Linked DNA regions of Mus musculus: region 1 is linked to region 2. A link is a contact called in public HiChIP or PLAC-seq data. All regions are on one chromosome and are shown on one strand. The core of a region is the stretch at or near the end of the contact, and the rest is flanking DNA. Distances in the headings are between cores, read along the strand shown.

What was found. HiChIP or PLAC-seq counts read pairs in DNA pulled down with a chosen protein or histone mark.
Region 1: a contact with region 2 is called in an H3K4me3 HiChIP or PLAC-seq map of bone marrow-derived macrophages, with 2.2 times the contacts expected there. The contact joins two enhancer-like sites. A contact is called at or near these places in 5 of 39 promoter capture datasets (liver, neutrophils, pre-B cells and 1 more), 12 of 484 Hi-C or Micro-C datasets (the 63-12 cell line, LSK cells, bone marrow-derived macrophages and 7 more) and 1 of 115 datasets of contacts at active chromatin or transcription factors (bone marrow-derived macrophages).

Annotation. Positions count from the first base shown.
Region 1 is chr2:72,219,117-72,223,435 of GRCm38.p6, forward strand. Rapgef4 (Rap guanine nucleotide exchange factor (GEF) 4) reads left to right here. Exons shown (of 31, transcript NM_001204165.1): 18 at 3,901-4,051. Among named protein-coding and RNA genes, the nearest start is that of Map3k20, 64 kb to the right of the region's middle. Within about 2 kb of position 2,780, at least 13 of the 459 cell types and tissues checked have an H3K27ac peak or open chromatin away from gene starts, as enhancers often do. A contact at or near this core is called in bone marrow-derived macrophages, where this site is marked.
Region 2 is chr2:72,116,444-72,121,465 of GRCm38.p6, forward strand. All of the region lies in intron 4 of Rapgef4 (Rap guanine nucleotide exchange factor (GEF) 4), which reads left to right. Among named protein-coding and RNA genes, the nearest start is that of Gm29940, 64 kb to the left of the region's middle. Within about 2 kb of position 1,503, at least 82 of the 459 cell types and tissues checked have an H3K27ac peak or open chromatin away from gene starts, as enhancers often do. A contact at or near this core is called in bone marrow-derived macrophages, where this site is marked.

The DNA.
Region 1 (4,319 bases), core at 1,530-4,029, 100 kb after region 2:
ACACCAATGCACATAAAATAAAAATAAGTTTAAAAAATAAAATAAGAAATTGCTTTCCAAATGCAATTGGTTTTTGCTAATATAAAGCAAACCCTAGTGCAGAGGCCCTGTTGCCACTGTTTGGGACAGTGGGCACAAAAAGAGCCCTGTCTGGATTTGTAAGCCCTGCTACTTACATCTGAGGCACTTGGTGGGCACATCTCCTCCCTCAGAACCTTGGTGATTTTTCATCTTTAAATAAAACCTCCTAGGTTGTTGAAGAGCATTATATGTATGCGCTCGTGCGAACATGCTGAAGGTGTTTTATAAATGTAAACTTCTCCATACTCTTGAAGCATTATCATATGCTCAGCAATATAGTCTGTCATTTATTGAAGACAAAAACCAAACCAAACAACAACAACAAACAAAAACAAAAAACCCTAGATTTCAATATTAATAGAGAAGTCAAGAAAAACCTTGGTGCTTACATGCAAGCATTATTTAGACCCTGAGGATTAGCCATAGGCATGCTGCTGATACCGCCCAACCCGCACATGAGTGTGCTTCCGAGATCCCAGTAAAGATCAGTGGTTGATCAGAATTATATACCCTTGGTACCAACTTGGTGTTCCAGACTGTTTCATTGTCATACAGCTAGCACAGAGTCTCCTCTTCCCTACATTTCAGCGTATTATCCAATGCAATATTCCAAGAGACAGGAAGGATCCAGGCCCATTCTATCCCCACCGCTGCACAGCTATTTTATGGAGTGTCTTTTTAAATAAGTAACTCAGCTTGAATGATTTCTTTGCCCACATATCTGTAAAATATTTGGAGTTCTCTTGAACAGTTCACTAATCTATTTTAAAATACAGTTGCCTCTTAAGAACCAAATCAAGAGGCTAGAGATGTGGATGACTTAGTGATTAAAGGCGTTTGCTGTTCTTGCAGAGGAATTGAGTCTATTTCACAGTACCCACAGGGCTGTTCATTTGTAACTTGAGTTCCCGGGAATCTAATGCCCTCTGCTGGCCTCTGTGTGTACTGCATGCACATGATGCACTTAACATGCAAATAAAACACCTGTAAACATGAAACAAAAACAAATGCATCTTTTTAAAAAAAAAAAATCATCACTTCCCTCGTTTCCTCTTGAGGTGATTCTTCTAAATTTAGGGCAAGGCTCCCACTGTGTACACCAGCTCAGTAGAAGCCTCCATTTCCTTGTATAGTGTCACCATCTTTAAGTAATTGTAAAGCATATTTCATGTGTAATGAAATCTTTTTAAAGACTCTAGACTGTACAGCTAGTCTGGGCACAGTGTGATTTTCTTTTAAAGTTGGTATGACATGTTCAAAAATATATGCACATTTTCACAGAATAAGGCCATCAGAAAGTTTTTTTAATAGACATCATCACCCAGTTTTCTATCAAAGTGGATAGAGAGAAGCCTAGGTTGAGGAGAAGGCTTGGGAATATATACTATGGCCACAGCTCAAAGTCAAGATAGCTGGTGTAAAGTGAGCTCAGCGTAAGCCTGGCATATCGGGAGCCTTCAAACCCATCCTACTTTGAGCCCATACTTTTCCTACCTCATACTTACCAAGCCTGTCCAAACTCCACACCCCTGCTTCCATCTTAGCCATCCCTACTTTATTCTGCTGACTCCAGAAATGAAAGTTTAGAATAGAGCTAAGCCCAGTTTCCATGTGTCTGGATTTATTTCCTGTCCTTGTACTCGACACCCAGACCCTGGGTCATTTATAAAGAAAAGAGATGTAGCTGCTCATAGTTCTGGGAGCTGGGAGTTCAGGGGAGGGGGCGGTATCTCCTCACGGGCTGCTGGGGGCATCATCCCTCTCCACGCAGAAGGGCTAATGGGCATGTTAGAAGAAAGAGCCAAGAAAGAAACCCACATGTTGTATAACGATCCACTCTAGAAAGCACCAATCCACTCCCGAGAACGAATATTGTCTCTCATCAAAAACATCAGTGTCCCTTAAAGACATAGCCTTGCAGTGTTGCATTAAAGAATTAAAGCCCAAACATGAATCTTGGTGGGAGCATGCCATATGAAAACTATAGCACCACACAAAACACAGGGGTGTATCAAATTAAGCAAAAGAGACCATGAGAAGGTAGTATACTTTTGTTATGTTAGTTTGTGGTACCTAGTTCTCTTTGAATCGGCCTTACATTAGTGTTAATAGATATATCTAAAGAGAAGCTGGAAACTGTCTCATCTCATCTCTTCTTCGGGCGAGCAAACAGAAGTCTGTAGTTTGCAGTGACTCACTCCAAATCAAAGCACTAGACAGTGGGAACCAAAGAACGCACGCTCAGAGTCTCCTCTGCTGAGCCAACCCCTGACAGTGCTAACGTCTGCTTGCCGGTTGCAACAGTAACGAAACTTTATACCCGGTATTGTAGTTCTTACGAAAGAAAAACGGAGTTATGCATATATATATAAGCAAGAGACCAAAGGGTTAATCAGAAAAGAAATAATTTTCACATAAAGTGATCTGTCTTCCCTTTTTTTTATTGTAAGCTCAGAGAGAATTGTAGCAATACAGGTTGAGCAATTTTCTTTTTTTATGAATCTCGTGCTCAATTTATGAAAGCCATTTTGCAACCCATTTACATGCAGTAAACCTTTGCTTTAAGTTTCTGTCATTTGCCTTGATCATGATTATTTATAGTTCTTTCCGAAAGGCCCTTTGCTGCGTTAGCTCTCAAGTACGGCACTGCCACGAGGCAGTTTTCTATGGTGCCTTTTAAGCCTGGCTGTCAGCTCAGACGAGGCTGGTCTTGTTATTTGCTACAAGGCTCAGGAATGCTGTTCAGTGGGAATGAAGCTAGCCAGAGTCGGGAGTCTTGGACTCAAAGCCAACTGTGCCCTCTCCCTAGATAATCATAGCCTTTTATGTTCCTTTTGTGTTGGTTTGCCCACTTTTAGAAAGGAAACAACATTTTTGTCGCCAGATGCTAAAATAGAGCTTCACCAAAGTCCCTTTTGTGCAGTTTATAACATAAACTATAAATGCTAAGTTGTTTTATGAACAGGGTGACCATGATATGAGCGCCTATAAATCACTAAAAAAGGAAAAGGGTGTCTGATCTAAAATACTTGTGCTGTCTACACAGGAGTGGTAATGGCAGTATGACCCTTTACTTTAGACGTGTGGTGGACACTCAGTTAAGTGTTGAATTCTACTGATGAATAAATAAAAAGTTTGCCATCGAGGCTCACAGCACTAGGCATGGTATAGAACACAGGACAAAGATCCCCTCCAAGCCTCACTGGCTTATAATTAAGATGGCCGGCCACGTGGCTCAAATTGATGATGAAGTAGGCAGTGGCTCTGGATGAGAGATGAAGAGGTGGCATAAGGAGGGTCTGGAGCTCTCACTAGGGACTCTGTAATGCAGAGTGAGTTCCTCTACATCCTCCTGGCTTGTTTCTATAAACACTGCACCAGCCATGGTCCTAGCAGAATGGGGTACCCCACTCAGAAGAGTTAAATTGGAATTCATGCAAAGAAGGATCATAATGATAGGGGCAGAATTAAGGGGACCAACAGGAGGAGGCAAAATACCCAGAAGTAAGCAATGGGAAATCACATTACTGTCCTGGAGGGTGGGGTATAGGACAGGAAGGGAGAATGAGAACCGAGGCTAGACCCTGCAGGAATCCTGGTCATGTCTGTGGAGCCTGCAGTCTAACTCTTCAGTCAGCTATCAGGAGTCACCAACAGTGTGTGCGTGTGTGCTTCAGACACTGTGATGGGAAGTTTCCTTGAGGACCAACGTGGGAGATGGCATAAGTCCAAAGCTGGGATCTGTCATTCTCTGCCTTGCACGTAGCACAAGCGAAACGGGTGGGAAGTAGCTCTGTGGTTTCCTTGACTCCTTGGCACTTACCACGCACAGCCTTCTCAAGGTACCGAGCAGGAGAGAATGGATTATGCCCTCAACAACAAGAGGCGGGTCATCCGCTTGGTCCTGCAGTGGGCGGCCATGTATGGCGATCTCCTCCAAGAAGATGATGTGGCCATGGCCTTCCTGGAGGTATGTGGGGGTCATTCATATCCTTTTGTCCACTGACACAGGGTGTACAGCCAATTCTATAGAGACTCTGCAATTGCCAGTTCTAGACCTTGTTAGCATGTTCACTGTCAGGTATGTTTAATAAAAGAAAAACATCAGCCCTTGTCCTCCCGCTCCAGTGCTCCAGCTCCATGAGTGGTGCCACCATGGTGCGTTATGGTCTGCTCTTGTGTTCTTTGCATGTTTGAGAGACTTGTAATCGCATGAGTACCCAGCATTTTGCAGGCTG
Region 2 (5,022 bases), core at 253-2,752:
TTGAATCTCATTTTAAATACCAGGAAAGCCACATTCATCATCTCGGAGAGCAGATCTGAATGAGAACTTCAAGACGGACATTCTCTGTCAATACTTAACGGAGTTATACTTTACCAGTACAGACACTCATTTTTCCCTTGCTAAAGGGCCGTGAGAGAGAACACATGACACCGGATCCTTTTAAATTAATGGGGTTTTGACATCTTTGGGGCCCATTTTATAAAGAAATCCATTTTTTTTTCTGACTTCTCATCATTCACATTTTGTCAGGCACACTTTTAAGCATCTCAGTGATGTCAGAAAGAAGTCCTGCTTGCTTACAAATAGATTTCAGTGGTTTAGAGCCTGAATCATGTCCTGTTGCTAGAAACGTAGGCAAGCTTTGCTCTCCGTTCATTGGGAGACTTTTCTGATTAGGACGGTGTCCAAGTAACATATGCTCTTCTCCCATGGAGGCCATCACAGTTTGCAGTTCCCACTGAAAGGAGAAGGTCTTAGCAGAGGGCTAGTCTAGACACAGGCATGAGTTATAGTCAAACAGGTGTTTACATAGATCCAGCTCTGTATACACGTCTGATTGTGCTTGATTCGCTTCTTCCTAACACCAATCAGCAAGGAAAGAGATTTAAATACAGATAGGAATTTTATAAGGTTCAGGTCAACCTTAGCAAGGAAACATTTTAGAGAATAGATGCTGTAAGCTTTGCAAAGGAAAAGGCGCTTGAGCACACACGTAATGTGTTTAAAGGACTCTGCGTCCCTGGACTCTGTCTCTCAGACTCTGGGACTGCACTGTGGTGTATGAGACACACATGAGCAGCTACAGAAAGAGAGAGGCCCCGTGCCCCTCCCTTGCTTTGTAGGTACTGCTGAGTCCACCCACGTGCCACCGTAGCAAGCAGCCTCAGGACTGGAAGGCAAGACAGAAGGCAATGCCTGGGTGCTAGACAGCGAGCTGAGAGCATGCAGCTGGACAGCAGGTGTGAACTGACAGCCACCTAGAGGGTTTCAATTCGGACAGCTGAGGTTCTGATGACAGAACTCCGGTTTTGGGTTTTTTGGTGTTTTTTGTTTGTTTGTTTGTTTGTTTTTGGTTTTTTGGTTTTTGGGTTTTTTTTTTTTTTCCTAAGGAAAGCTGCTGGTGACGTTTGTAATGACTCTATTTAAGGACAGGAAGTTTGGGCAGGTTTGATGACAGATAAGAGCCAATGCTCAGAGTCAGAACTTAGGGAACTGGCGACAGCCATTTCCACAATTGTCCCTGGGGACTCCCCGGTGACCTGTGCGACCTCTCCTGGGCCCTGCCCTGCCTAAGGGGACTCAAGCATTTTCTTTGCAAGGAAGTTAGACTTTATCTAAGGGAGACTTATTTTGAAGAATTTTCCTTGGTTGTCCTTTGAAATGTCATTTCCTGCTTCTGCAAACGAGGAAGTGGGTGGAAGGAGGTTAGAGTCTCATCCACTTAGAGCCTAATTTACTGTGGCTTCCTGCTGTCAGCACTCACCACCAGGTTACCCATTCCTTCCTCCACCCAACACGGCTAGCATCTGTAAACCAAGAGAGGTAGCTGGCAATGAATCCGTGAGAAACAGGGAGGGGGTATGTGGAGAATACCACTCCCTTCAAGTCCACTCCCTCCGAGTCATGACATGTGTACAAGAAAGGTCTTATCCCATGATTTCCATCCTTTCTGTCAGGATCAGAAATGGAAAGGAAAGCATGGGACCCTTTGTTAACAATTATTAAGAACCCCAGGACAGCAGCTCCACATTAGTAATCCAGGCCCAGTGCCCCCTCAGTGGTACAGGTTACAGGTCTCACATCCTAGAAGCCAGGCCTGACTTGATCTTTTCTTTGATTTACTCTAAAACCAGTGCTGACCTAGTCTTTATGAGTATTACTGCAACATCTGTCAGATATTAAATTAGGATGTGTCTTCCTGTCTTCTGATTTCTCTCAATCCCTAAATGTGTCGTTTCCACCCTCCTTTCTATTTTCTTCTGCTTCATTTTCTCTTTTTCTGGGTGTACGTGGCACAGTCATGTGTACACATGAGTGCATACATGCTTTCTTGCATGTATGCATTCAGAGACCAGAGATCAAGGTCAGATGTTCTCCTCTGTCATTTTCTACTTTATTATTTTAGATTGAGTGTCCCCCTGAACCTGGAGTTCACTATTTGTCTAGACTGGCTGTCCAGAGATCTCACAGGATCCTTCTGGCTCCATCTACCAGAGCTGGAGCTACACCCAGTTTTCTATGAAGGTTACAGAGATTCGAACTCAGGTCTTTGTGCTTATACAGCAAGTACCTTCCCCACAGAGCTGATTCCCAGAGAGTACTTTACAGACTAATTTCTGCCATTTTTCCCCTTCAACTCATCACCATGGCATCTGTTTCCCTCAAAATTCTGGGACAGTACTGAGCTCAAAGATGCTTGATGGGAAAGTATGGCTGATTACAAGCGAAGAGCCAAAGTCATTGTCATCTGTTTTGCGTGGTGGGATCAGAGGCAGATGAGAGCATGGTAGAAGTGCATGTGTGGCAAGGAGACATGAGTGGGTACCTGACTTCTTTCTCAAATGAGCAGCGCAGTGCGCAGGTTCAGCTAGAAAAACAACGAGAAGAGAGGTAGGCTATCCTTTTTCCAACTGGCATAGAAATTCCTGGTATCAATGAGTACAAGTGGCTTTACTAAACTGACTCAGAGAACATTAAGTAGTAAGTTACTGCCATTTGTAGAGAATCTCAGTTAGGTTGTTCACAGGCATCGGTAGTGGATTCCTCTAGTCTTAATCAAGATGTTCACTGTCACCGGTCGTAGATTCCTCTGGTCTTAGTCAAGGTTACCATTGATGAGATAAAGTGTCATGGCCAACAGCAAGTTGGGGAGGTAAGTATTTATTTGGCTTACAGTTCCTCATCATGGCCTATCAGCTTTGGGTGTTACTGGATATCAGTCGAGGATTCCACCTTTCCCCCTGGCACTCCATCCTTGCAAAGCACTTAGAAGTCTTTAGTTCTTTCGTTCATTGCTCTTTCCATATCAGATCAACAACACAAGACATGGCCACTATCTTAGTTGGAGGTGTGATGGACAGTTTCAGAGAACATTAGCATCCTATCACAGTTATTTGCAGCCTTTGTGTGCCTGCTCTAGGGCCTTTCCTAAGCCACAAGAGATTCCCCAGACTAAACTCAAGATCACCTGGAAACTTGTGGGTAAAGGGGAGCTAGTGTGGACCTTGATAATGACAGATGAGAGTCTGCAGACAAGTTGTCCACAACCCCAGATTTGAAGGCACAAATCTGAGATGCATTAGTTATGGGTCACTTGTGGGCCAGCCAGCTCACTGACAGTCTTCCTATGCCTTTTCTTGTTTCCCTCTTCATGACTGCTTCTTGGTGGTCACTTAGGTTCAGTTGTAAGGTCAGACAATTAATTAAGAGATATTCATAAAATGAATTAGATGTGGTGTGTGTGTGTGTGTGTGTGTGTGTGTGTGTGTGTGTGTGTGTTCTCGGGGAGGCTGAGAACCTGCAGGATAGACAAAAGAAGGACATTACTGGGAAGGGGAAACTTGAGCAAAGACAGGGAGGGGTGAAATGAGTCAGGCCTTGGGAAGAGCTGCAGGTATACACGACTCTGTAGAAGAGAGAAGAGACTGTTCCATTCATGTACCATGAATAGGACTTTAGACTGCTCTGGTGAGGAGCTAATGAGAGGAGAAAACTGCTCCGTGACTGTGGAGAATGTGCTGAGATGTGCCTTTGCTCTTGGGGTGTTTCAGACTCATAAGGAGGGTCTCCGTGTCCTGCTATTTGTTTCTCATTCAAGATCACACCAGCCCTTTGAAATATTCACACTAACACAAGCACCTGCACACACTGGTTTGGCCTTTAAAGTGGGCGGTGCAGGCTGCAGGAAAGTTATTGCAACATCGGACTTGAGCTGACTTGAGCTCTCTACACGCTCATTGGCCACTTGGTGCTTTGTACATGGAGTCTCTTCAAAGAGTTCCAAGCAGAAGAGCCATGTTTGGGTTTTCTTTGGAGAGCTCTTCACAGCTCCTGGTATGCGAGGGAGCAGAAGGAGGCTATTGTGACTTTCCGTCTGTTATAAATGCTCCCTAGGAAGTATCCTGCAAACAGTTCACATTAATGTTTTCTGTTCTTCTTTGGTTTCAATCTTCCCTAGACAGCAGCTGGATTCTGCTTTCAGGACTCTTAATTCCCTGTCCTGTTGTGAGCCATTCTGGTGGGTGGTATTTTTTTTTCTAGCATCTGAACATGTCTAACTAGAAGTTTGATTTTATGGAACTTATTATTGGTAATTATTGCTCAAAAGTAGGGCCAGTGAGTGTTTCCCGGGAGCCATCTTTCTCAACCCACTCAACCTCCTTATCTGAGGACTGAGTGCTTTGTACCAACCCGAAACGAGGTGGCTATGCCATACAAATACACCAAAGGTTGCATTTTATGGCTATTGGCCAACATCATTTAACTTTACCCAAAACAGTTCTACTTCTGACTCGGCTTCCTGAGACAGTCAAACACAGAATTTTCTGCTGCTGTAATTTATCTACAAAGATTGTTCTGATCAATAAGTGCATTACCTTAGTCACTGTGGTGCTACCATACTGAAATATTACCGATGAGGTGATTTATAAAGAATAGAAATTAACTTGGCTCAAAGCATGGGAGGCTGAGGAGACCAAGATGTATCTAGTGAGGGCCTTCTTGCTGCATTACAGTATGGCAAGGCCATCGCATGGGTGAGACAGAGTGAGTAGAGGGCATAACTTGCTTTTAAAGCAAGCTCATCCTGGCTACACGGACAGGAATCCACTCATGCATCACCCCCCGGAGGGCTTAGCCCTACACATGGATACCCTGCGGAAGGTGTGCCTGTCTCATAGGATTTTACAGGACATGCCCAATCCATCACAGGCTTTCAGAAATACATATCTAAGTTTTGTATATGAGCAGGAAGAAATTTGGGGAAGGAATGATTAAAAGTAA